3 separate regions of the Zea mays genome follow, and regions 1 and 2 are each linked to region 3. The links are chromatin contacts, called in public Hi-C maps. All regions are on one chromosome and are shown on one strand. The core of a region is the stretch at or near the end of the contact, and the rest is flanking DNA. Distances in the headings are between cores, read along the strand shown. Region 1 holds the start of LOC103628328 (ALA-interacting subunit 3). Region 2 holds the start of LOC100273974 (Tubulin-specific chaperone E). Region 3 holds the start of LOC103628325 (urease accessory protein D).

Region 1 (3,395 bases), core at 432-2,931, 290 kb after region 3:
GCATACTTGTAAAGTAACTGACATGTATACTGTCGCTAGTCAATGTTGTTTCTACTATAGTTTTTCCATTCCCAAAATTTCAGGTTAGAAGAATACATCTAGATAATTTCATTACCGTCAGATTTCTTGTGCAGGTTTTTGGTATACTATCATTCTGGATGTAAGCAAGCTTCTCAGTGACATTAGCAGGGATGCATGCGTCATCATACCGATCAACGATCTCGACAACCTGCAGTGGAGAAAACAATCAACATAAGCAAAACGACGTAGCTTATATTTCAAACCAAGCAGATAGAGTATTCGTCATACTTGATGTGAAGCTCGCAGCGAAACAATACCGATCGGGACAAAAATCACACCAACAAGAACAAATACTGAAATAACCTGTGTAACATAAGAAGTTAAGCGCACAACCATTTGTGGGGTTTGGTGTAGGGAAGCTGATAACAACAAGGGAAATCTGTACTATTGAGCTCACCCATTTTGGAGTAAGAATCGGCTTGCAAGCTGGAAGCTCCTGCTGCGTAAACTTGGAATCTGTTTGCACAGAAGGACAACGTTAGGAATCACTAAATTCCAGCGAAGCTAATGGGTTTTTGAAGGAAAACCAGCGAAGCTGATATGAATATATTATCTTTTCAAAAAATGAATTTATGAAAAGCAGGATTGTCACTTAAACAAATTGCAATGTTTTGTTGATCTCGTGAAACTCTCAGCTCCCAGTCGAAATAATTAAAATTTAGTCACTTGAAACGTTGTCTCCTTATAATTATCATTGTGTCTATGAATTGTGGGTCGATCTGTCTATGAAATGTAGGTCTGATGGTAATTTGTGAACGTGTTCAGTTGTAATGGCAAATATCATTCTCTTGCTCCCAGTCTTCCACCCATATTATCATCTAGTATTAACAAAGGCAAAACATGGACTCAAAAGTTTCTCTGCCATATCACGAGATTTCGGCACTTATTTGAAATCACACCTCACAAGGCTATAAAACTTTTATTCAAGCACAAAACTAACAAACAGCCAGCCTACAAATACCCAAAAGAAAAGGTTCTAAACCCCAAGGAAAACAGAAAGGAAAGTAGAGAGAATACCCTTGATGAAAGCCTAAAATAGAGATAATATCAGGAAGACGATCTCACACTTGGGCTTCCTGGAGTTCCTCCTGGGCTGCGCGGCGCCATCCCCGGATCCGACGGAACTCGACACAGCGGCGTGGCTATCCATTCCACCAGCCGCCAAGAAACGATCGCCTCTACCTACCTCTACCTGCCGCCCAAACGGACCTCGCCAAATCGCCGGCGGCCGGCAGCAAGAACCCAAGGAAGCACAACGAAAGGAACGGCGTCGCTGGCTCCGCTGCCTCGCGATTTGGTGGCGGGCGGAACGAAGGCGAGGTGGGGAAAGAAGTAGAAGTGTAGAACCCAGAAGGAGACGGGAAAAAGCTGCGTCCTTGCCGGTGTGCCCCTTCTGCGAAGGTTTGTGGAAGGAGGGGGGTGGTTTGACTATAGAAGAGGAGGAGAGAGGGGGAGGTGGGCGTGGTGGTGGACTGGTGGTGGTCGTGCTACCCGCGTTGAGGTTGAGCCGGCGGAGATGACCAACTGACCAAGGCAAGGGAGGACCGGAGGAGTCGAATTGTCCTGCTTTTTTTTTTCTCTCCTGTATGTGCGTACATTTTTTTTTCCTAACAAACCGCCTCTATGAATCTGCTAGTTACTCGTGCTGGTGCTAAACCCTATGATAACACTAATCATTCACATCAAAACAACTAAAAGACAATATGATTCTGTTTAGTTCGGCTGTGGATTCCTGAAAATTTGATTCTGTGATCTATGATAACGTTTTTGAAAAAAAAAATTACAGGTAGTTTCAATTTCAACACTACTTTAGCTAATAATATTTGAAAGTACATCATAACACTCATTTTGACAGTAGTAGTTAAGACTGCAGACCACCTTTGACATCTGAGTAATCACCTGAACCACATAGTAAAACTACAAACCACCTTTGACATCAAAACATGTGATCTAATCTTCATATCACAATGACCTAAAGTCCTAAACCTTACAATAGTAACACCACCACATCTCTAGTTATTAATCGTGCATTCTCTGGTTGACATTCGTACGAAGGATAATCCCTACCACCAAGTCAAATAATACAAGCAAGAATATGATATGAAATAATATTAATATAGGTTAGGCTTGCAAGTTAGGGTTTCACAGATTGATCATTGATGAAACTAAATGGCGACAAAATATTCTAAGCAAAAACATACAATAGCGTTTACATTGTCACAGTACCCACGAATGCATAAGGTCGATACTCATTACTCTCTTAGTTCCAAATTTTAAGTCATTCTAGTTTTCTCTAAGTAAAAGTCATCTCGCTTTGACAAAGTTAAGAGATAAATATGTTAATATTTACAAAATCAAATAAATGTACTAGTGATGCATATTTCAAGCTTTGACTTATTGAAACTACTTTGAGACTCTATATGTGGACCCATTCTTATATAAACTTGGTCATTCCTACACCCTCTAACATTTCTTCTTTAGATTTAAGTAAACCATAAGTAATATAGATACATAATTCTCCAAAGGAAACCTAACATAGTGATAATTGAAGGAAATATTTTGAACCTTGTATCTCATCGTTTAATGGAGATGACTCATTTTTTTCTAAAATTGTATGAAAACTTTTAACCATTAATGGCATTAGTATCCATGGACACCATAAGACTCGATGTAAAAATCATTGTCAAGCAAATTCTTGCGGCACCTTTGGTGAATCTAGCTTGCCACACTACTTAACTCGTGAACCATCGAGTGGGGAACTCACGGCAACGAGATGTAAGTTGCTAGCAAACAACCAGGGAATATATCTCGTGTTACTCTTGCTTCATTGGTTTGTATACTACTCACCCTTGCATTTGCATTCTTATTTTGTTAGTATGGTAGTTACTTGTAGTGGCTGGTAACTAGAACTTGTTAGTTTTAATTTTAGCTTTCACTAGTTTAGTTGCTCTCTTTATTAGCTGTTGCTAGTTGTATCTCTCTTGCTTAATTTGTAGCTTGTTTGCTTGTGTGATATAGATTAAAAACCAACCTACTGGACTTGTGAGGAGTATTGCATTGGGTGTATTAGAGATAGAGCAAATAGCTGCTAGTAGGAATTCAATTTTTACTAATCAAAATTTGTGATAGTGTTTGTAAGTTTGTGGAAATATTTTTATAGGCTATTCAATTCCTCTAGCTATCTGGTCACTTCAAAGACATGGTGCATAGCTAGAAGTTCGTGCAAACTTAATTTTGTATACGAAATAGGAAAAATAACATCTTAGTGTAGAGTAGAAATGGGTTGATTTTGACTCAACTAGAGTTGACCTTTG
Region 2 (3,234 bases), core at 230-2,729, 330 kb before region 3:
GAGATGACGTACTTCTTCAGTGGCTTCGTCAATCTTCCTTTGTAGGTCAGCTAACCGAGTCATTTTTTCCTTCTTCTTTTGCACTTGCTGATGAAGCATCTCCATATTCCTGATTTCTTGGTCCAATTCATCTTCCTGGGGCGTTGCACTGGTGGCCTTCCTCTTCTGGCTTCGGGCCTCTCGAAGAGAAAGGGTCTCCTGGTTTGGGTCCAGTGGCTGCAGAGCAGCAATCCCTGTCACTGAAGCTTTCTTCGGTGGCATGACGAAGGTCAAATGCTTGCCGAAGGTGGTCGAAAGGATTCACCGGAGGTGGGCGCCAATGTTGGGGACTTGATCTCAAATGCTATGAGTTAAGAAAAAGGCAACACAAAGAATGTTAAACGTTAAAGTCCTTCGTCCTTCGAAGTATTATTTTCCTTGGGATATAATGATTTTCGGACGAAGGTTATGAAGGACTTACCTTCGTCAACAAGACATATAATAATGAAGAAAGAATCATATACAACATAAAAGGTGATATAAGCAGTCATGTATTATTATCAGCTCATTTCTATTTTATTACTATGGAAAAATAGAAATGATATTAAATTACAAGTGTACCTTCGGCTTAAAAGAAGGTAAAAGTACAAGCGTGACGCAAAAGCAAATGCAAAGTCAGCGTGAACAATACGGGAGCACTGTTCATCTATTTATAGGCACCAGACGCAGCCCATGTAAAATTACACCCATGCCCTTTACATTTGCTAATAACTCCATAGTAATCCATCGAGGTCTAAATAGCCTTTTCATCTTTAAGTCAGTTTCCTTTTCTGCTATCATGCCGAAGCTCCCCTGCGCATAGCTTCGGCTCTGCACCATCCTTCGTATTCCTTGTACTTCTTCATACTGTGGTTTTGATCCAAGTCCGAAGGTACCTGTTCATGTATTATACTCCAAAAACATTGTTAAATCATGTTTTTGAGGACCTTCGGAAGCCGAAGGCCCCCAACAAAAACATTTAGATAACAACCAAATCTAATCTACATCAAACCTAAACATAATAATTAATATTATAACTAAACAATTATCACTAGACACTATGTGTTTATTTTCATGTGTATTGTGCAATGTTCTTAATAGTTTTAATTCAACCATAGTATCAATTAAAAATTTATCTCTATTTTAGCTGCGACATTAATGGGTTCTTATTGGACTAGAGCATAATTAGCAATTTTCATCGTTAGAGGTCTTAATCTTGAGCAAAGTCTGAGCCCGCGTCATTAGTGTGGATTAGATATAATTTGATGATTACAAAATAAATTATTGTGATTTACTGTACATGTTCTATATAAGAAAGATTAGATATATTTTTAAGTTCGGTATTGTTTAGTTTCATCTACTATCAGTTTGGGCCGAACAAGCACAGCTGGGGCAAGCCCAATGGGCTTCCATCACTCATCACGCCTCTCACCAATCACGACCAGATGCCCAGTTGCCCACCACGGCGTCCAGTCATGTCCAGCACCACCGCCGCTGCTTTCCGCCTGGGCCAGCGCGTGCACGCCGCCGGCGACCCCCGCCGCCTAGGCACGGTGCGCTACCTGGGCCCCGTAGAGGGCCACGGCGGAGTCTGGGTCGGCGTCGACTGGGATGATGGCGCTGGCGGCCGGCACGATGGCTCGCTCGCCGGCCGCCGATACTTTGTTGCCGTGGGAGAGTGCTCGGCCACCTTCGCGCGCCCCACGGCGCTCAGCGGAGGGATCTCGCTCCCGGACGCGCTCCGCCTACGTTACCGCGTTCAGGACTTCACCAAGGAGGAACAGGGTTAGTGCAGTACTGCAGTGCGTGCCGACCGACGCCTCCTGAATTTGCTGCCTCCACAGTTCCTTTGATCCGGCAATGCTCACTTCCTTTTTCAGCTAAGGAGTAGAAATATTTGTGCAAACATCACCTCAATTTCTTGAATTCCCTCCGTAATAACCCTGACTGCATGCTTTGACGCACTGTGTTCAGATGAGATGTATGTCTTCTCGACAAGCCAGAAGCGGGTCTCGGTTGAATTTGTTGGCACAGACAAAGTTCAGGAGAAGCTCAACAACTTCAATGAGTTGGCCAGTGCATCCGTTTCTTACATGGGAGTGAGCTCAATTGGAGCGCCCAATGAACTAAACAGTTTGGTTCCAAGTAAATACTGTATCATCATCTTGTCCATTTACTGCTTGTTTTTATTGTAAATAAGCCATAATGCGTCTAGCAATTGGAGCAGGTCGTTCTGCTATCATTTATTTCTTCAGGGACTTATTAAAGCCTAGGTTTCCATTTGTTCTGACAGCTATTTTTTTGCATGTTCCAGATCTCAAACTTCTTGACTTAACTGGAAATCTGTTCTCACAGTGGCAAGTAAGAATTCCCACAGAATGGTTCTTGTTACTTCAATTGCTATACTTAGTCACTTACAATTGGTGTGACTTTATATAACATCAAAGCAACAAGAGAAAGTCTTGGTGGTACTACCAAATGTTTGCAGCATATCCCCTGTGCTTCTGTGTTTAACTGTTTATTCATTTGTTGTGTCTAAAACATTTTGGTTCCCACTCAGGATATATTCTCTCTTTGTCAAGCACTGGCATCCCTGGAAGTTCTTAATTTGACAAATAATACCATGGAGAATGATGTTGTAGAAACTCCAATGCTCGAGAATATCCGAATTCTTGTTCTCAATAACTGTGGTGTAACATGGGAACTGGTATACCCAATTGCTGTCAGACTGTCACTTTGAAGCTTTTGTTGTTAGTCATTGCCAATCACACTGTGAGCTCATTTTAAGTTTTTAAAAACAGGTTGAAAAGATTAAAGTTTCCTTTTCATGTATCAGTGAACTCCACCTGATGTCAAACAGGCTTAATATGATCATGGTTAGTGTTCCTTCTTATATGACAACTTCCATGTGCATCTGATGATAATAGAGAACACATCTAGGTGTTTTGGATTATTCTTTCCAATATTTCGAGTGGATGTTTTTCTTGCTTCAGCAAGGCATACACCAACGTTAAAAACTATGATTTTTTGTACATCTAACGGCATCTCGCTTTCGTATCTAGACCCTAGATGGAAAGTTCGTACAAGGTTTCAACACACTGCGGCTCCTAAATCTAGAAGATAATCATATTGATTCATGGGATGAAATTGTGAAACTTTCTTACTTAAGAAGGTAATAATGGAAATAGTAATGTTTTCACCCTTGATTTCGGTAGT
Region 3 (3,009 bases), core at 176-2,675:
GGAGTAGACAAAATACATGAATGAAGGAAATCAGCATTTTCAGTTGACGCTTTCTATGAACTTGTCAATGCATGAAACCTAGGCATGGTAATAACTGAGCTGGATGATTTCTTGAAGCAGGAAACAGTGGAGTAGTGCCCCAAAGCTAGGACGAAGAGCAGAGCTAAGCAATCTTAGTAAGAGAAAGTAATCAGCGAGCTAATTCTTTGTTCGACTATAAAAGGTTCACAGTAGAAAGAAAAACCCCCTCCCCATATCCTCCACACACACACACACACACACAGTTTGAATTGTGTTCGGCCATTGGCAGAGATCCCAGATTTGGAGAATTAACTTGCCAGCCCTTGTGTTCCGCATACAACCACTAGTTTCTACCATGAGCAGACGAAGAAATTACCCAGGTACGGATGCCTCCCACAATCCGAGAATCAACAAATTCTACCCCGCATTTTTGGCAAAATCTTTCGTCTTCGTTTTCAGCTACGCTCGCTCGAGAGTTTCCACAAGCACAAATTCCGCTTTTTATGGGTCCAAAGATTCTTTCGCAAAACAATCCATCTTTTTCTGGTTTATCGGTTTTATAATGAAAAGTGGAGGGCCTTGTGACTTCGCCAACGACTTCCCCATTAGGTAGGATTTTTTTAGCCCAAGCCTTTATTTGTTGAGGGGAAACGAGTACCAAACTACTAGTCCAGCCTAAACAGTGCACGTAGAAGGCTCATAGGCTCCAGTTTATCATAATTCATACATTCCTACAGAGCTGGTAATTGGAATCCAGACATTCTCTGGTCAATGTTGTATACAGTACCATACAGCATACACGGGTAAGCATCATAACACCAAACGTAACAAGCCATGGTATAAGTATAGTATAGGCAGGACGCGCAGAGCCAGGCTTGAATCGAGCAATCAGCGTACCTTGGTCGAGGCCTGCGTGGTGATCGCCGCCGTACAGCCGTCGCCGACGCTGACCGTGCACGACACGGTGTCCCCCTGCAAGGGCGGGCGCAGGAGCAAGCGCGGCACCAGGACAGGAGACCGTCACGCTACAGCAAGCATCTCCGAACCGCGAGTGCCCAGCAACGGCGCAGCGGGCGAGAACGGAGAGAATGGGAAGTGGAGGGTTGTGTGCGGGGGGGGGGGGGGGGGGGGGTCCTCGGACTCACGGAGACGATGCCGCCGCCGTAGGTGAGGGCGTAGAGCCAGACGGCGTCACAGGAGGAGGGGCCCACCCTGGACGGGGCGATGAGCTTGAGCGGGTACCTGGCGAAGCAGCGGGTCAGCGCCGACCTCCCCCGCACCCTCTCCACCCGCACCGCCCCCATCGGCGTCGGCGTCGCCATCGCCGGCTGACCAGAACACCACCGCCACAGAGCGGTTCGATTGGACGGGCGATGGGGGCGGCGGGCGGGTCAACCAGATCGAGGCGCATCTGCCTCGTTCGGGGATTGACGCAGGCCCAGTCCACGCAGCACTTGCTCGGCCCACCGCGTCACGGTGCCGCCGGGAAGTATTTGATATTTGGGCCTGCTCATCTGCGGATTGCGAATGGCTTTGGGCCGCGAACGGACACGGGCTGTGTTTCCTATTGAAAAACCCTAATGAAGGGTTATATGGAAAGGCTATCACGTCTCTATATATATAAAACATGTACCCCTCATATAGAGTGGAGATGATAAAGAGGCCAAAGGCCCAAACCTACATCTTATGTCTCGTGTGTTTCTTTTGTTGTCGTGCTTATGAGAAGGTGTCTCTACTGCTGACGGGAGGGAAGGGAGTGGATCTGGTGGTCCGTGGTAACGTAGTTCTCAACATGTTATCAGTACGCTCTACCTTAACGTTACTGTAGGATTAGATCTGCATCAACTCTTCGTCACGTCGACAGGTCCCTCGGCCTTGCCGAACTGTCCTACGCGACAGGTTTCACTTCCGTTCTACATCAAGAAATACGGTATACAATTTCTTGATTGAATCCGTGATTTACTTTCCATTCTATTATTCACGGTGAAGAAAAAGCATGCCATCAGCGGCTCTGCTGGTTGCACGCCGCGCGAATCGCTATGATAGCACACTCCAGCGTGGACGCAGCCGATCCGCCCGACGCGACCCCTGCTTACGGGCTTTACGGCAGACTATCCGTCCTCCCGCGAGCCGATGGGCAAGGCATCTCGCCGTTCACTCTGGCCATAACGGCCTCTGGACCTTCCACTTTTTCAACTTGCAGCTCTTCTGAGATCCCCAGATCAGCCAGGCCATCGGTCGTCATGATCCCAACAATGACCTCATCGCCCGTCACTCTGGCTCGCCTGTCTTCCTGAACAACTGTTTCAAATGCGCTTGACGCGTGGCCTGGCAGCCAGCAGCTGCTGCGCGGAAAAACGGATCTAGTAGCTACTGCGTTCGTAGAGGCCTTCTCTTTCATGAGCGATCGAGTCAAACGGCCGTTGTGCGGTTAAAAAAAAGTGTGATAAGCAAAAGATGGACGAGCGGATGGGTAGCACTCCCTCTCCGCCACTCCGCATGGTCCAGCCATCATTTGCGGTCGAGTGAGTGGATAAAAAAAAGAAATGAAAATTTCTTAAGTGCGTAAAAAAATACGGATGCTAGCTTGTCAAAGGATGGATCTCGTTGATCCGGTTTTCTCGGGAGTGAGATTTTTTTTACAGTTTTCCTATAAATTTTTGCTGAATTAATAAACTTTGGTACAATATTAATATATGTGCATACTCTATATTATTTATTCAATTTAATTGCACATAGCAAATTGAATAAAGCATATTTTATGTTGTGATTTCTATTTAAATTAATTATTTCTTATCACAAATAATTAATTAGAAAAACATATGATTAAATATGGATAAACATATTTTACATCAGATGTGTTATGTTCATGCATTAATTTTAGTTTTTCTGCTTTTATTTCTGTTGGGGGTATGCTTCGTAGCCGAAGATCCTAAAGAAAGAGAACACCTTCGGAAGATCCTCTCAGGAGCGAGCGCCGAAGCTATT

What was found. A called contact is a pair of places that touch in the nucleus more often than the background predicts.
Region 1: a contact with region 3 is called in a Hi-C map of ear, with 4 times the contacts expected there. The contact joins the promoter of LOC103628328 here to the promoter of LOC103628325 in region 3. A contact is called at or near these places in 6 of 25 Hi-C or Micro-C datasets (ear, endosperm, leaf and 1 more).
Region 2: a Hi-C map of ear shows a contact between it and region 3, with 4 times the contacts expected there. The contact joins the promoter of LOC100273974 here to the promoter of LOC103628325 in region 3. A contact is called at or near these places in 10 of 25 Hi-C or Micro-C datasets (bundle sheath, ear, endosperm and 3 more).

What each region holds. Positions count from the first base shown.
Region 1 is chr5:88,209,025-88,212,419 of Zm-B73-REFERENCE-NAM-5.0, forward strand. LOC103628328 (ALA-interacting subunit 3) reads right to left here and starts at 1,682. Exons shown (of 8, transcript XM_008648547.4): 1 at 1,147-1,682; 2 at 479-537; 3 at 310-384; 4 at 116-229. The coding sequence starts at 1,231.
Region 2 is chr5:87,584,504-87,587,737 of Zm-B73-REFERENCE-NAM-5.0, forward strand. LOC100273974 (Tubulin-specific chaperone E) reads left to right here and starts at 1,480. Exons shown (of 15, transcript NM_001360518.1): 1 at 1,480-1,803; 2 at 1,993-2,163; 3 at 2,333-2,379; 4 at 2,579-2,725; 5 at 2,820-2,894; 6 at 3,081-3,190. The coding sequence starts at 1,494.
Region 3 is chr5:87,918,291-87,921,299 of Zm-B73-REFERENCE-NAM-5.0, forward strand. LOC103628325 (urease accessory protein D) reads right to left here and starts at 1,426. Exons shown (of 6, transcript XM_020538438.3): 1 at 1,167-1,426; 2 at 919-993. The coding sequence starts at 1,343.